Regions from separate parts of the Gossypium hirsutum genome. Here all the other regions are linked to region 1. A link is a contact called in public Hi-C data. All regions are on one chromosome and are shown on one strand. The core of a region is the stretch at or near the end of the contact, and the rest is flanking DNA. Distances in the headings are between cores, read along the strand shown.

The links. A called contact is a pair of places that touch in the nucleus more often than the background predicts.
Region 2: a Hi-C map of leaf shows a contact between it and region 1, with 2.7 times the contacts expected there. The contact joins the promoter of LOC121219410 here to the promoter of LOC107954090 in region 1. A contact is called at or near these places in 2 of 34 Hi-C or Micro-C datasets (both in leaf).
Region 3: a contact with region 1 is called in a Hi-C map of hypocotyl, with 1.6 times the contacts expected there. The contact joins the enhancer-like site here to the promoter of LOC107954090 in region 1. A contact is called at or near these places in 2 of 34 Hi-C or Micro-C datasets (hypocotyl and leaf).

What each region holds. Positions count from the first base shown.
Region 1 is chrD07:12,861,672-12,864,905 of Gossypium_hirsutum_v2.1, reverse strand. It overlaps LOC107954090 (calcium-transporting ATPase 1, endoplasmic reticulum-type), which reads left to right and starts at 1,504. Exons shown (of 9, transcript XM_041097517.1): 1 at 1,504-1,677; 2 at 2,927-3,234. The coding sequence starts at 3,029.
Region 2 is chrD07:13,058,411-13,061,644 of Gossypium_hirsutum_v2.1, reverse strand. It overlaps LOC121219410 (protein SODIUM POTASSIUM ROOT DEFECTIVE 2), which reads right to left and starts at 1,727. Exons shown (of 2, transcript XM_041097522.1): 1 at 1,269-1,727; 2 at 1-1,084. The coding sequence starts at 1,599. The coding sequence ends at 972.
Region 3 is chrD07:12,700,932-12,704,165 of Gossypium_hirsutum_v2.1, reverse strand. No RefSeq gene overlaps it. Among protein-coding and RNA genes, the nearest start is that of LOC107956627, 12 kb to the right of the region's middle. Within about 2 kb of position 1,680, at least 9 of the 9 cell types and tissues checked have an H3K27ac peak or open chromatin away from gene starts, as enhancers often do. A contact at or near this core is called in hypocotyl and leaf, where this site is marked.

The DNA of each region.
Region 1 (3,234 bases), core at 255-2,754:
TAGAGTATGTATTCTGAGTCTTCCTATGAAAAACACAATCATGGACCCTGGCCATCAATAATTGTGCAATAAGATGCCTTCTAAGCTCCCAATTCATAGCTATTAAAGACCAGCTGATATGTTACATTTATATGTACAATACAAATACCTCACATTTATCCTAAAAAAAATAGAGAAATTATAATGTTACATCAAATCGATACATTAGACTAAAACTCACACATGATGAAATTCAAAAATTTACACTTATAATTACACATAATAAATCTTAAATCTAAGTACTCAATGCTCAAAATCTCTAGTACTTTCACTAATTGTGCCAAGTTTAATTGGTAACATTAATTTTTCTTGAGTATATTCATATGAGCGCATATATATATACATATGACATTTACCTAAGCTCAAATAACAGTGAAGGATAGCTTGGGTAATCCTATAATGAATTATTTCTTCAAAATAGAATTAAAAGCAAACTTGACTTGTTTAAACATTCCATATCCAAATTTGACTTTTCACATTTTCATCTTTGAATAAATAAAATTCATGTTAGTTTCCTAGCACTGGAAAAGTTGGCATATAGAAGAAAATCCTTTTTAAATTTGTAAATATACACTCAATTGCAAGAAGAAACTCTATCACGCCATCTTTATGTCCCCACAAGAAAACCCCCAATAATAAAAAAAAAAGCAACTTAGAATGGTCACACAAATCAATAGAATATTTGACCCCTTAACTTATCCATTTATCCTTAATTGGTTCCTAAACTTTATTTTGGACCTAACTAATTCGATGGAGCCATGCGATGACCTCTCAATGTGCTAAGTAACAAACATAAATTAAAAATATATAAATATAAATATATAAATTATGTTTGCCTTCTGAGATGTTGCCACATGACATCACCACATTGACTAGAAATGCTATGGTAACACAAACTAATGATGTTAGTGTGAATGGACTAACTTGATTGATGGAATACAAGTTTAAGAACCAATTGAATCCAAAAATATTTAAGAACCATCTAGATACAAATAAATAAGTCTAGGGCCCAAATTATATATTATCTCTTATATCAACCCCAAATTCTTTACTAGCAAGGGAAGTAGGAAAGGAATAGGAAATTTTTTAAGCATTAATTAGAAAGTTTGCATTTGATGAATTTATAAACTATTAATAAATTGTACTATGGTATGTTATTAAAAAAAATGAAAATTTTACTAGCTAAAACAATATAATTTGTAATTATAATTGCTTGAAAAAGAAAGAAAGAAAAGTGTGCACCTTTACGAAAGGGGAGATTCAGTGTGGGAGGCCACAAACATTGAAACAAAAAGGTCGCCCCTATTTGTTTGCCACATGGGAAAGGGCATGAAAAGCGATCACTTAACGTGGGCCTATCGTTTGATCTATGAACACGTGGCAATGCCTTATTAGTTAAGGCACTGTGGAATCTAGGTCCTTCTAAGAAGACAAAAGAGAATACGCACATAGAGATAGAGGAGAAAGCGATGTTTTCTAGCCATTGAATCGCTCTCTCTCCTTTCTATTTATTAAGATCCCAAAGATCAAAACTGTAATTAAAAGAAAAAAATTCTTTTTAAAAAAATTACAGAGTAAAAAAGAAAAAAAGAGAAAGAATCAGAAGCTGAGTGGAAACAGAGAAACTCCAGGATTTTGGTAAGCATTTTTTATTTTTTATTTTATTTTTACTTTTGATTCATATAATTTCTATTGTGTTTGGTTGCTGAGAAAATTTAATGAACAGATAATTTGGGAGAAATTCAATGATAAAAAATGAGATCGGATTTATGGATTCAATCGAAATTTAGAACTGTTTTCTTTGTTGGAAGTGAAACATAGAAGTGCTTAAAGAATAAAGAGACTGGATCAGTGAAAATGGGAGACAAGGTGGAAATCAAGAACGAATAAAATATATACGATGAAAAGCAGTTAAAAATCTAATAAAACCGGAAATGATATAATATTTCATTGATATGGACTCTTTTTAGCCCAAGTGATCATAGATTGAAAGGCCCAAACTGGGGCCCTTAGGGCATCCGATTGATTTTCAATTATTTTTTTTCTTTAATTCGTCCTTTTAACTGTCCAACTGCTCCTCAGACTCTTTCTGTTCTCTTCTTCGGTTCTTCACATCTTCTTCATTCAGTTTAAGGTTAGATCTTTGAGTATTTCATTTTTATTCCCTGAATGTTTGTCTGGTTTGGATGGGTGTTCATCTGTCGATCTGGTGATATTGAAGTCGCTCTTAACGATAAAATTTCCAATTTTGATTTGGTCAAACTCAAAACCGACCTTGGGTTGTTTCTCTTTTAGTGCCAAACCAGAACTATATAATGATTTCTTTTTTTTTTGTCAAGTTTTAAGCAACTTTGAGCGCAGCTTTCCCATGTATAAATCATGAAAATGACGACCTTAGCATGCAGGAATTGTTTTTTGCATCGCCTTTTCTATTTAGGAAATGTTCTATCAATATTGGATGCCAAGTCTTGCTGAACACGAAACTAAAACCTGCTTATTAAACATGTTAATATCTTTAGAATTATTTTCTCATATACTTCTTTTATACTGATTTCCCTTTGCTTCTTTTTGAAAAATTTTGATTTTTTTTTATAATTTATGCTGCCCCATCCTTTCAAGTGGTTGAACCGGAAATCAGAGATGCTTCTGGGTAACTCCAGTTTTTTACTCCTTGGTTAATTGTTTCTAATGTATAAATTTGTAAAAAAAAAAAGAAAAAGAAAAAGTGGAATGGGTAATGGAAGAAAGCGGTATTCTTTATTTACTCTTTTATTGTTTTTCTTATTGTTTTGGGGACAAATAGATTGGTAATTTTTAATGCTTACTGGGTTTTTGTTAATTTACTTTGTTGATCAAGATGTTACTTTAATTTTTTTTTTGCTTTCAGGTCCACTGTTGAAGATAGGAAGTAAAGTTTCAACTTTTAACTTAAGCTATTTTGATTTTTCTTCAATTACTTGAAGAACTTTTTCTTCAGCATTGAATTTCAATGGGGAGAGGTGAGGAAGACCATGGGAAGAGAGAAAAAATCAGTGCTGCTTCTTCCAAGGTAGAAAATTTTCCTGCTTGGGCAAAGGATGTGAAACAATGTGAAGAAAACTTCCAAACGAATCGAGAATTAGGATTATCAAGTGCTGAAGTTGAAAAAAGGAGGGAGATTTACGGATGGAATGAGTTAGAAAAGCATGAGGGCAC
Region 2 (3,234 bases), core at 478-2,977, 200 kb before region 1:
CGGTATCATAAAAATCAAAGAATTCGTTGGCGTTGAAAATCCACGATTATGGGTCAAAACCGTTGAATTTTGAGAGCTCAACACAGGCTGGTTTGGGCTTAAATGGAAAAACTTCACGGTCAGAATCATCATCATTGACCTGGCGCCGGCGATTGCCAGTAGCGGAAGATTCATTAGTTAACCCATCGATTTTTGGGCGACGGTTAGGGAAGGGTTGTTTTTCAGTAAAGGTTTGGTTCAGGTTTTGTAACTGTTGGTTTATATATTTCATGGTGTTTTGTTGGCTAGTAACGATGGATTGAAGAGAGCTCAGGACGGTGGATTGGTTGTTTAGGACGGTGGCTTAGGCGGAAAGGTCATGTTGTATGGTGGTGACAGCTGTGTTGAGGCGAGCAAGACAAGTGTTGTCTACTATGGGAAGGTGGAGATAACGAGAGCACCAAATGTAACAACTAAAACATGGTACAAGCAATTATAGTCTCAAAGGGAAAGTTTTTACTATTTTCTGAACCAATGAGTACAAATGAGGCAAGTTACAAGGCTATGACAGAAATGAGGGATTAAAGAAGAGAATAGAAAGCTTAGTACATCTTGTACTAGCTGAGAGAAAGAAGGAGGTAGCAGCTATTGAATAATTTCATGCCTTCACCTGGTAGTACCCCTGCATATTTATACAATAGTACCCAATGCTATTTACCAGAATTGTACCTAAATTGTGGTTAGCCCACCACGTACCCACGCAGGACCACATGTGTCTTTATCTCACGCTGGGGTCTGTTGCTTTCTAACGGTTTGTCACAGGAATCTTCATTACTGCTCGTGCTTGGCATAAGGGCTGGGTCGAGGCCCGTTACACCACACCAACTACAAATTCTAATAGCATTATTAGAGTTTACATCTAGCAAGTTTGGAATTCGAGTAATTTTAATCAGTAATTGGTTTGACCACGGTGGAGATACAGATGGAGATGACTAGAGCTGTGCATTCTTCACCTTGGACACGCTTGCTAGAACGCTTGAAGGTGTTACATCGCTAATTACCGTCACTTTCTTTGTGGCCAAATCTATACTAAATGATATCAATCCTGCAAACAAAATAAATGTTGAATAACACCATGTCTACCTAGATTCAAATATGATACTGCATTTTTCTTACGACCAATAATAACTACTTAAAGTTTATACTTTGCTTTAACATTAACAAACATGTTGCAAAAGCATGGTCAGATAATATAAGCAAAAGCTTTTCAATCTGTTGCTGAAACTGACCTTTCATTTTCGAGATTTGTTTCTTTACTTTTCCTTCACATCCTTTGTAGTGGATTGATACCCTCAAAACCACCACATGCTTAGGCTTTGCTGTGACATGGTCAGAGTCTGATAAACAATCGATAAAAGGCCTATCACTTAGAAGATATCTTGTGGAACCGTTGGTTGGAGGATTAGTTAGATCATGAATATGGGCTGAGCGTTTACGATGTACATCGCTTGGCTTAACAGACTTGTTTCTAGTCGTAAGAATTATAGGCAGTTGTGATGAGCAAGGTGAATATGGCTTAGACTTTTGAGGATCAAGAGGCCTATGGCCATGGCGAACCATGGAGCGATGGTCCAAGTGTGATCAGGTGGCTATGGAAGTTGGAAAAGCACAGAAAAGATGCATTCCTTTCATGACACACTGAAGTTTTGTTGAGGTAAATATGGTATAGTTTTGAGGAAGAAAAGCTGAAATAGAGTTACAAAAGAGTAATAAGGATCTTTCTTATCATTATAAGGCCAACTAATCCGTTTTTATAATTGGTGGATTAAGGAGAGAGAAAGAGAAAGAGAAGGGAAAAAAAATTAAAATTAGGGTAAATTACGCCCAATGTCATTAAACTATTAGTAAGTTTACGTTTTGATCACTCAACTTCAAGAAGTTACAAAATGGTTGCTAAACTATTCAAAAGTTTTCATTTAAGTCACTAAACTATTTAGAATTTTTATTTAAGTCATTGAGCTATTAAGGTTTTTTTTTTCTTAAAAAAAAACTCTAGTTAGTAAGCTCCAAGCGACGATTCGATAATCGATATAGTGGATCAGTATCCATTGAAAATAGAAGAACATTCTTTAGATCCAAGTCGATCCGACAATCAATGTTAGAGATAGGAGAAGAAAGTTGTTTAGATTTTGGTTCACAGATTTTAATGTTTAAAGTTGTTTCATGGAAAAAATAAATTGGAATGTAAAAGAGAATGGGAAGGTGAGCACTTTTCTAGTAGTGTAGGGAGTGTAAATAGAGAAAGTCATACGACATCTATTTTAATAGTCCAGTGACTTAAATGAAAACTTTCGAATAATTTAATTATTATTTTGTAACTTATTTAAATTGAGTAATTAAAAAGTAAACTTATTAATAATTTAGTCAAATTTGATATACCTATAAATAAATATAAGGCATATTTAATCCAATTTATTCATATACAATTATTGTGTACCAGGTTCTTAAAGTGGTGATATAATCCGATTCAGTCTATTAAAAGAATATCAACATTCGAATCGCCATAATGATTAACAATAGAGCGGGAAATATGGGATCGGCACCGGCAGAGAGGCAGCAGCTTCACAATGTGTATAAATTAATCCAAGTTTATTTCAATAAACTAAGATATCTCTAACTTATTCATAGTAATTAGTATTAAGGACGACCCACTTCATTTGTTCTCAGTTTCATTGCCGTATTCTTGTGACCTCTATCACTGGTCAACAAGATGTTGTTTCTCGTACGTGCAACAATTATACTTGTCTGTTAATCATACTTTTAAACAAAAATTAAATTCTTTTATTTTTGTTCTTGATTAAAAAAGTGTTTTTTTGTTCCAAAAAAATTTTAAAAAGTTCAAAAATATTTTATTTAACAATATTTTGATTTTAAATGTGTTATATACCCAAAAATCTTCCTAGAAATAACGTTAAAACTGCTGACATTCATTATGAACAAATGTTAACAATTGACTTTGTTAATGTGAAAAAGTTGATTTTATCTTTGTTTGTAATTTAATTCCATAATTTTACCTGAGAAAGCAGCTCATACACACTTAATGATTTAGCCATAAAAATGGAATTAGAATCTTTATGATCGCTTTTCCTCTAATATTTTCTTTCTAGTATCCCATTGCCCATCACATTCATTCGGGATTGCTAAACCTTAATATGTTAAACTCTTTTCTGAAAGTAAAAGATCTTACCATCAAAT
Region 3 (3,234 bases), core at 431-2,930, 160 kb after region 1:
ACGGAGACGAAAAGCTTCTATTTTGGTGTAAGGCTGGTTGGCGGTGGCAGACCTCGGGCGACGGGTATGCTGGAGGCACATGGGCAGCAAGATGCGGCGCATTAAGGTTTCTAGGTTTTTGATTTTTGCTGAAATTGTTTTAATTTTGGGCCATTTGGGCATTGTTATTTTTTTGGGTTTGGAATTGGGCCTTTTGGGTCATGTATTTGGACTTCATGTTCATCTGTTTTGGGTCTTTAGACCCAGGTCAAAATTGACCTGTTACAGTTATATTCATTAATCTTGATAAACCCCTGGTTTCCCAAATTCTAATCAATGGTGTTATTCAAAGGATTGAATATGAATCTTTGCCGATTGTTTGCTTTGCCTGCGATATATACGGACATGGAAAAGATTTATGCCCTTCTACTAAAAGTGGTTTGGTGGAGGAGGGTGAACAGGTTGTAGTGACTGGAAATGGGAAAGATGCTGCAGTGCTTGAGGCGGCCGGCGGTTAGACTGAATCAACGAACTTTGGCTATTGGATGATTGTTGAAAAAAAATCAAGGCGTAATCTTAGGGATATTCGGGGATCTGGGGATGGAATCAAGGCAAAATATTTTTCTGGCTCCCGTTATAGCATTATGACTGCTGCAAATCAGTAGGACTGCGGATTGGAAGGGATTTTGAAGGAAACTTATTGACAAGGAAAGGGAACGTTGGAGAATAATAGGCGTGGGATTGCTTTTCAAACCTCTAATTCTGGAGTAGGAAAATGACGGTTAATTTACATAAATAATATAAAAAAAATTAATTTTTGAAATGAGTTATAGTCAGATTAATTACGAAAATAGTATTTTTTTTGAGTAAAGCCTTTCTCATAGGCGCCACCACTTGTATTATTTTTTTCCGGTTCAATACATGACCTGTATATATATACAAATGTGGCATGGGATAGGTGGTGTCTATCTGGTAGGCGCCACTGGTGACTCCTATCAATAAAAATTGTCAAATAAAAATAAAATTACATTATAAAAAAGTTACATTAATAAAAAATCACAAAACACTAAACTAAACACTAACAATTTATATAACCTAATCATTAATTACTAACAAAAAAAACTATAAAATTATTATTTTTAAAAATTAAATTACTAAAAAATCACAAAACCATAAACTAAACACTAACAATTTATAAACTAATCATAAATTACTAACAAAATAACTATAACATTAAAAAAAAGAATTTACATTACTATTAAATCACAAAACACTAACAATTTGTAAACTAATTATAAATTACTAACGAAATAACTATAAAAATATTTTTTTAATATTTTACATTACTAAAAAATCACAAAACACAAAACACTAACAAAATAACTAACAATTTATAATAAAATATTTTCAACCCATATTTTGACCCGTATAAATATATACATTTTAAAAAAAATTATTTCTTTATAAAAACAAAAAAAAAATATTATAAAAAAGTGGTGGCAGAAAAGCTCCACCCAAAAAACATACTATTTTCCTAATTAATCCCAGAAATTAATTTTTTACATTATTTATGTAAATTAATCGAAAATGACCCACTTCTAGGCCAATCAAGTTTTCAGGCAATGTAGAGATTGGGTTGAGGAAAGCCCCTTTTATTGAATAGCTATTTATTGGAGACAAGGTTGGGTTGCGGATTGGGCTAAAAGATATGTCTGCCCCGGGTTCGATTGAGATCCTTAGGGATCATGCTAACAATACCGAAAGAGTGGGCTTAAAGAGTTCAAAACACAAATTGGAAGATTGTTTGCTATCGTTTCAAAATTCTACAAATTCGTCTCTGGCCATTGGAAAGAAATTTCCAACAATAGACATTGAAAATTTAAATGGTGATTTTTTAAATTCCGTTATTCCTAATGTAAATTCGTCTCACTTTAATCCCACCTTTGGAGGTACAATCGAATTGGAAGTGGGGGTCAAAGAAGGGCTGCTTGATGCAGGGAAGCATAGCGATATAATTTTTAAAGAAAATGGCTCTCTCAACCCAACCATTTCAAAAGCTGGAAACGGGTTCGCTTCTGTGGTGAGATCGTCTTCGCTCCAAAGTGATAGTAATAGTGGAAGGAAAGTGAATGATAGTCGGCATGGAAAGAATTTTAACAAAATATTTTGCGGTCCGAAAAGAAATTTTAAAGTGTCCAGCTCTTCACGGGTTCCCTTAGCTGAGTCAGTCAACTCCATGGTTGACTTTATATCGACACAACTTGCTTCTGATACTGGTAAGGGGTAGCAGGGGAAATTGTGGAAGTCCCAGTTACGATGGAACAAGACAGGCAATAAGGTTTTTTTTTATTTGTTTTTTTTTTACAATTTTATAATGGATTTAAAATTTTCTGTTATGTTATGAAATTGCCAAGGATGTGCAGGGATTAATTTTCCTCGTGCCTTCAAAGAATATAATCTGGAATACTAGCCAGACATTGTCAGTTTATTGGAACCCAAAACTAGTGGTTTTAAAGTTGATGTGGTTATTGCTAAATTAGGCTTTCAAAATTCTCATCGAGTAGAAGCAGTGGGTTTTTCTGGGGGTATATGGATTGGTTGGAAGGACTCTGTTAAAGTTGAGATAGTCAAGAATAACCCTCAATTTATTTTGACTCGTGTTCTTAGTAACAGTTTATCTGAAGGTGTTTTTATAGCTTTTGTGTATGGAAGCCCGAATAAGACAAAACAAAAATTTCTTTGGGGGATTTTAAGAGGTTGTTCCCTTCTAAGCTGGTTCCTTGGATGGATATAGGGGATTTTAATGCCATTCTTTCTGAGAGTAAAAATTTTGGAGGTCGCTGGAATGGTAAACATTGTTCTTTCTTTAGGGATTTTGTGGATTCTTTGGCCATGTAAGATTTAGGCTTCAAGGGTCCAACCTTTACTTGGCAGAGGGGTAGGGTCTTTGAAAGGCTTGATCGAGCCATTGGAAATGATGATTGAATCAAAATTTTTCCTTATTGCATGATTTCCCACCTTCCCAAAATCAAGTCAGATCATCAACCCATTCTTCTCTCACTTAGACCGAAGTCTCATACATTCGTAAGACGTCTGTTTCAGTTTTTGGCAGGTTGGACTAAACATAAAGACTTTTCTAATTTTGTTAAAGACAAATGGAATTTTAATGGCAGCATGTTTGAGGCCATCTTTTCTTTCTCTGCTAATATTTCGGTCTGGAATAAAATCGTATACGGTCACGTTGGGTCGAGGAAA